Regions from separate parts of the Pan troglodytes genome. Here region 1 is linked to region 2. A link is a contact called in public Hi-C data. All regions are on one chromosome and are shown on one strand. Each heading gives the region's core, a stretch centred on a gene start, on an enhancer-like site or on the middle of the called end of the contact. The rest is flanking DNA. Distances are from core to core; before and after follow the strand shown.

Region 1 (2,700 bases), core at 27-2,526, 390 kb before region 2:
GAGCTGACGTGACTCAAAGTGAAACCAACCAACGTGGCCCTTGCTAGTGGCCTGATAAATCTGGAGGAAGCATCAAGGCCACCTGCCCAATTTTGAGGTCTGTCCCTGGCGAAGAAGGACTAGTATATATGATCACGTGTCCCTCATAGGCAAACACACATCCACACTCCACATACCTCCCACGTGTACTACCTGGACAAGTCTTTTTAGATCTCCGCTTTATAGCAAACAACAGAGAATAGGGATAATGATCATTGAAACTACCTAGTGTGGGGTAGATTTAGATTTCCCCAAACTAGCCTGACATTTTCTAAGATGTAAGTGCTAGAGAATTACTGAGAAACTGTTTTTATAGATTCCTCTTGGAAACAAGAAACACATCCTAAACAAATCCAGCTCCTGGCTGGCCCCAGAGTCCCCATTTCTTTACCCTGCTTGTCACAAGGCAGGATTCCACCCTCACCCTGGGAGTGATCTAGGAGCAGTGCACCGTTGCATCAAAATAGACTCTTTGCCACACAGGCCTGGACGATCCCACTTACAGAGTGAATTGCCCCAAATTGTGAGATATTTGAAACAAAATGTGTCCCTGTTGCCTTCTGGGGTTCCTGCTAATTAATATTCAAAAGACTCAAAGAGGAAAAATGGATACCTAAATCATACATATGTATATGCCTTTTAAGCTTTATTATAAAGGCAAAATAACCCCTTACTTGGTTAAAATCCAACTTGAGTCAACATACAAAGGTGACTGCACTGTAATCCTAGACATATCTGCATTATGTAGGCATGTTACTGCGCCACCAGAATCTCTCAATAGTAATTATTATGCCAAGCACCCTGTTGGCACAATTACACTAAAGCTCTAATTAGTAGCGGTAAGATTAGAACCCCTACATGTTAAATCTGTAGAAGCAACGCTGAGTGAAGGATTTAAAACAGTTTCAAAACATTGTATTGTCTTTATTACAGTCTTTATACTTCAGTAAAGAAGGGTTTTCTATAAAGTGCACTTAAAATAATCTGGTCCTGTCACTAAAAATAGGAAAGATAAGGTAATTGCAGTCAAACCTAGTGAGTCGGCTTGCTACCTAGGTGCATTAAACCAAAAATGACAAATCCAGTGAACTCCAGTGGGAGATACATACTTCCTCCCTGCTGGGCTCATTGGTATTTTTCCTACCGTCAGCCCGAGGAATGCGCAGGGACCATACTTGTCACCAGCCTGCCTTCCCAGCTTGGCTTTTTCATTACCTTGCAGAAAGAAGCCAGGAGGCAGGCCGGTTGCCTCAGGAGCAGGTCTTCCTCACCAACCTGATTTCAGCACTGGGAGATTTACCTGTCTCCTTAGTGACTGCGACACCCACATCAAACACAACACAGAACACTTCCCTCCTGAGACACGAGGCGCAGCAGGCAGCCTAGCTACCTGCTGGGTATGAAGCTGAAAGTCCGGATCCTGGAGCCGAGGCCCCCAGGAGAAGGGGACCCCTGGGGCTGAGGCACTCACCTCTCACTGCAGAGGTCTCAGACAAGCTAAGAGTAGGCTTGGGGAGCGGGGCTGCAGCATCCACCTGAGCATTTGAGAAAAGCAAAACGGCCATAGGGAGTTACGGTCACTCTCAAGGAGAGGAGAAAAGCAGACATGGCTCACCAAATGCCAGGTGTATATGTTTAGATTGAGGAATCTTTTGATTGGATTTTCCCTTGAAACTGAATAGTCACAACTTCATAAAATGTTTTAAGGGAGAAAACCTAGAAGCTCAAGGCGGGAGAAAGAAACAAAGTCATTTCATCTGCCTGGTAGTTTCCCACTCACCCCTTCTAATTCCCCAGCACCTTCCAGAAACAAATGTGTCTTGATCCTCAGCAAAGATTGGCAGTTGAGGAGTTCCAGACCAGGGCAGGAAGCGTCTTCTCTGTGTCCTGCTTCCTGTCCACTGGTTCGTGTGCCCACCCTACCCCAGTTACCTACAATATACCTGTCCCGGTCAAGTCATCACGTTTCTAAGTGAAAAAACAGAAAATCCTGGGCACTTGAAAGTATCACGATGGCTATCAGGATCTGGTGACAAATGAAGTCTGAGTTGAAATGTACACTTCAGCTACCCTGTGGGCAGAACTTGGCCTTCCTAGTTTGAGTATTGCTAGTTTGAGTATGTGGCATTAAAAACTGGAGTAATATGTCCATAAACATCTAGAGAATAGATAAGCCTTTGGAAAATTTGCCTGGGTTTTTTTCCACTGAAGCAAATGCATTATTTATTTAGCTTTTGAAATGCTAAACCAAACAACTTTGGCCATCTTTAAGATGAAAATAGGAGACAAAACTCCCAAAATGTTAACTGTAGTTCTATACTAGCATCACTAAACAGTATTTCTTCCCCATCCACCAGCAGATTTCCCATAATTACAGTGCTACGCAGTGAGGGTATATTTGTATACCATACATATACAGACTTTAGAAATGGGTAGCCTAAAAGCTATAAAACTGTCTCCAAGAATGTACAGTGATAAGAGGGCAGAAGTCACAGGACAGACTCTGAATCTTAATAATTGTGTGTATTCAGCCATTTATTATATCTAGAGTGCTATTTACTGTAAAAATGAAGAACGGGAGAGTATGATACTTGCTGGCTTCTATATTTTATGTTGGCTTCTCTTTTATAGCCCCACACTGGAGGAAGGAAGTGAAAACAT
Region 2 (2,700 bases), core at 124-2,623:
GTTCACTGCACTCAGCTCACCTCCACCTCCTTAGTTTAAGTGATTCTCCTGCCTCAGCCTCCCAAGTAACTGGGACTACAGGCGTGTGCCACCACACCTGGCTGATTTTTGTATTTTTAGTAGAGACAGGGTTTCACCATGTTGGCCAGGCTGGTCTTGAACTCCTGGACTCAAGTGATTCACCTGCCTTGGCCTCCCAAAGTGCTGGGATTACAGGCATGAGCCACTGAACCTGACCCATATTTTGATTACTTTTATGAGAGTGGAATGAGATAGAAGAGAAACATACAGAAAACACTACCATACTGGCGATGTTCTATTTCTTAATTTGAGTGGCAAGTGCATGATTTTTTTCCTTTTATTATGCTTCAGCACCTACAGAGGTACTGCATGTATACAATATGTAATACCTGCTTTATAATTTTTTAAATGGACAGGGAAGCAGCAGAGAGATACAAAGCAAGTGTGTGAAATCATTGGGCCTAGCCCTCTCCTCCTAAATTTTAGGGAGCTGTAGGCTCCCCCCATTTTAAAGATAAGGAAACTGAGTCTCCAAATGGCTACATGCCTGCTGCAGCCCAGCTGCAGGTGTCTACAGAAGGACAGGGTGGGAGGTGAGGAGAGGCAGGGAGGGACGGTTGCCAGGGAACCAGAGCTCTGGCTCCAGAGCATGGGTCAGTCTCAAAAGAGGGCCATCTGGGACATGGACTGCGGGAACACTGACCAGAGCTCTCAGGACACATGTGACTGAGGCCTCAGATGTGGGCACCATTCCCACATGGATCGGCTCCATTTTTGCTTGTTCTTTGGACATGAAACTAGAATCCTCCAGCCTGCCAGTGAGCCTGCGAGCATGATGTCACCAGTGGGTCTGAGCAGCAGGTGGAAACAGCCAAGCTAACTTAACACGCTACCAAAACAAAGTCCTGTCATAGTGGTTAGCAGCTCGGCTCACAGAGGATTCTGTAAAGGAGAATGACCATGTTATAAACACCCAGCTCCTATTCCGCCTGCCCCAGAAACACGAGCTTAGTAACTGTTGCATGTGCGTGCACAGATAGCCCTGCTTCCTCACCCTTCCTCTCCTGGTTTGTAATCGCACTCACAAAGGCCCACCCCAATGACTTAAAGCATCCTATTGGCAGTCACAAAGGCAAAGGAACTCCAGGTTATGGCCACAATTCAGCTTCAGAGCCCCCCCATTGTGCCCAGCCACCGCAGTGGTCTCAGAGCTGTCGGGGGTCTTGCATATCTCATACGTGCAGAAAAGTGGGGGAACAATGTAACAAATTATGGACAAGCTCAGAGCCCAGCCTGTGGAATTCTTCCCTTTGTGAGCCTCCATCACATGTCAGCTGGGCTGCTGGGCCGAGAGGAGAACGCAGGGGTGGGGGACATCCCAGCAGCAGGAGGCCAGCCCAGCACTGGGACACTTATACTTTTCACACCGAGGAATGTTACCCCTTCACTCCTTCTCTCTCTCTCTCTTTTATTTACAAGGGAAAAGATTATTCTGACTCTGGTTTTTTTCTTGGAAATCTAAATATTCTATCTAAATACCAATACTATTTCTTGCTAAATAAAGACCCAAGTAAATTTTTGGAGTCTATTTTCGCAGGAGCCAAATGCAAAAAAAGTTCCAGCAATGTGGACAATCATCTTGGTCTTAACTCTGCCCTTATCTTGACTTCCTGGTGCCTCTATTTCCTCATCTGTAAAGAAAGATACCATTACAGTAAGACTATCTATTTCATATGATTGCCATAGGATTAAATGTCTATAAAGGGCAATGCTTGGAACATAGACAGCCTTCAAACTGTGTGCTAGTGCTGTTATAATTATTATTATTCACAGTGCTATTGTCAGAAATATTCACCCTATGGCCATTTTCACCATTCTCCTTCATCCTCTTTCTTGGCCCTTTCACATCTTAGCAGGTTCTTTATAAGAAGGGCCATTTCTGATGCTTCTTTTATATCTTAAAGTATATAGGAGGGGCAGGACACAAGGATTCGCGGTGAGAATTTGTTTTCTAACAAATGCTCAAATTCCAAAAGGTGACCTAACAAATCCTAACGAATCCCAAAAGATGACCTGCAAAAGTAGACTTTTTTTTTAAATCCCTGATGCTGAAATACATTTACTTGATGAGGAGGCTGTTGTAGAGCAACTAAAAGGTTTCTCTCAAGTTAACTTTCCAAGTTTTGTTAGAAGACCAATATCATGTTTTCTCAGGATGACAAGAAGAAAGTATTCCTTATGCAAACAATTTGTGAACACATCATTAATCATTTCAGTATTCTAGGTGCAAATTCTTAAGGGTGGCCTTTTCCCCTATGGATTTGGGAGGATGGTAGCATTTGGAGGGAGAAAGGGGAAGTGTGGGCAGTCCAGCAGGCTCAGACATTGTGACTTCTGTAGGCTCAGCACAGTTGCTTGCTTTTCTCCTCTATGACTATGGCAGCCATCACTAATCAATCATCCTTAATCAGCCATCACTAATCAATCCTCACTAATCAATCATCACCAATCAATCAAGCTGCTCTTCTCCATCACCCCCTAGTCCAGTCTAAGCTTCATAATCCTTCTCAACACAGTATTCCTGGTAGACATTACCAATCATTTAAAGCTACTTTATAAAATAAAACTATTTGCCCCTCTGAGTAGAGGGAAGTGGCATGAGTCAACAGGTCTGAAGGT

Evidence for each region. A called contact is a pair of places that touch in the nucleus more often than the background predicts.
Region 1: a contact with region 2 is called in a Hi-C map of induced pluripotent stem cells, with 2.1 times the contacts expected there. The contact joins two enhancer-like sites. A contact is called at or near these places in 2 of 7 Hi-C or Micro-C datasets (both in induced pluripotent stem cells).

Annotation. Positions count from the first base shown.
Region 1 is chr18:49,720,362-49,723,061 of NHGRI_mPanTro3-v2.0_pri, reverse strand. The region is part of intron 1 of LOC129137496 (a long non-coding RNA gene); the gene reads left to right. Among named protein-coding and RNA genes, the nearest start is that of LINC02911, 280 kb to the left of the region's middle. Within about 2 kb of position 1,276, at least 1 of the 24 cell types and tissues checked has an H3K27ac peak or open chromatin away from gene starts, as enhancers often do. A contact at or near this core is called in induced pluripotent stem cells, where this site is marked.
Region 2 is chr18:49,326,109-49,328,808 of NHGRI_mPanTro3-v2.0_pri, reverse strand. No RefSeq gene overlaps it. Among named protein-coding and RNA genes, the nearest start is that of SALL1, 210 kb to the right of the region's middle. Within about 2 kb of position 1,373, at least 13 of the 24 cell types and tissues checked have an H3K27ac peak or open chromatin away from gene starts, as enhancers often do. A contact at or near this core is called in induced pluripotent stem cells, where this site is marked.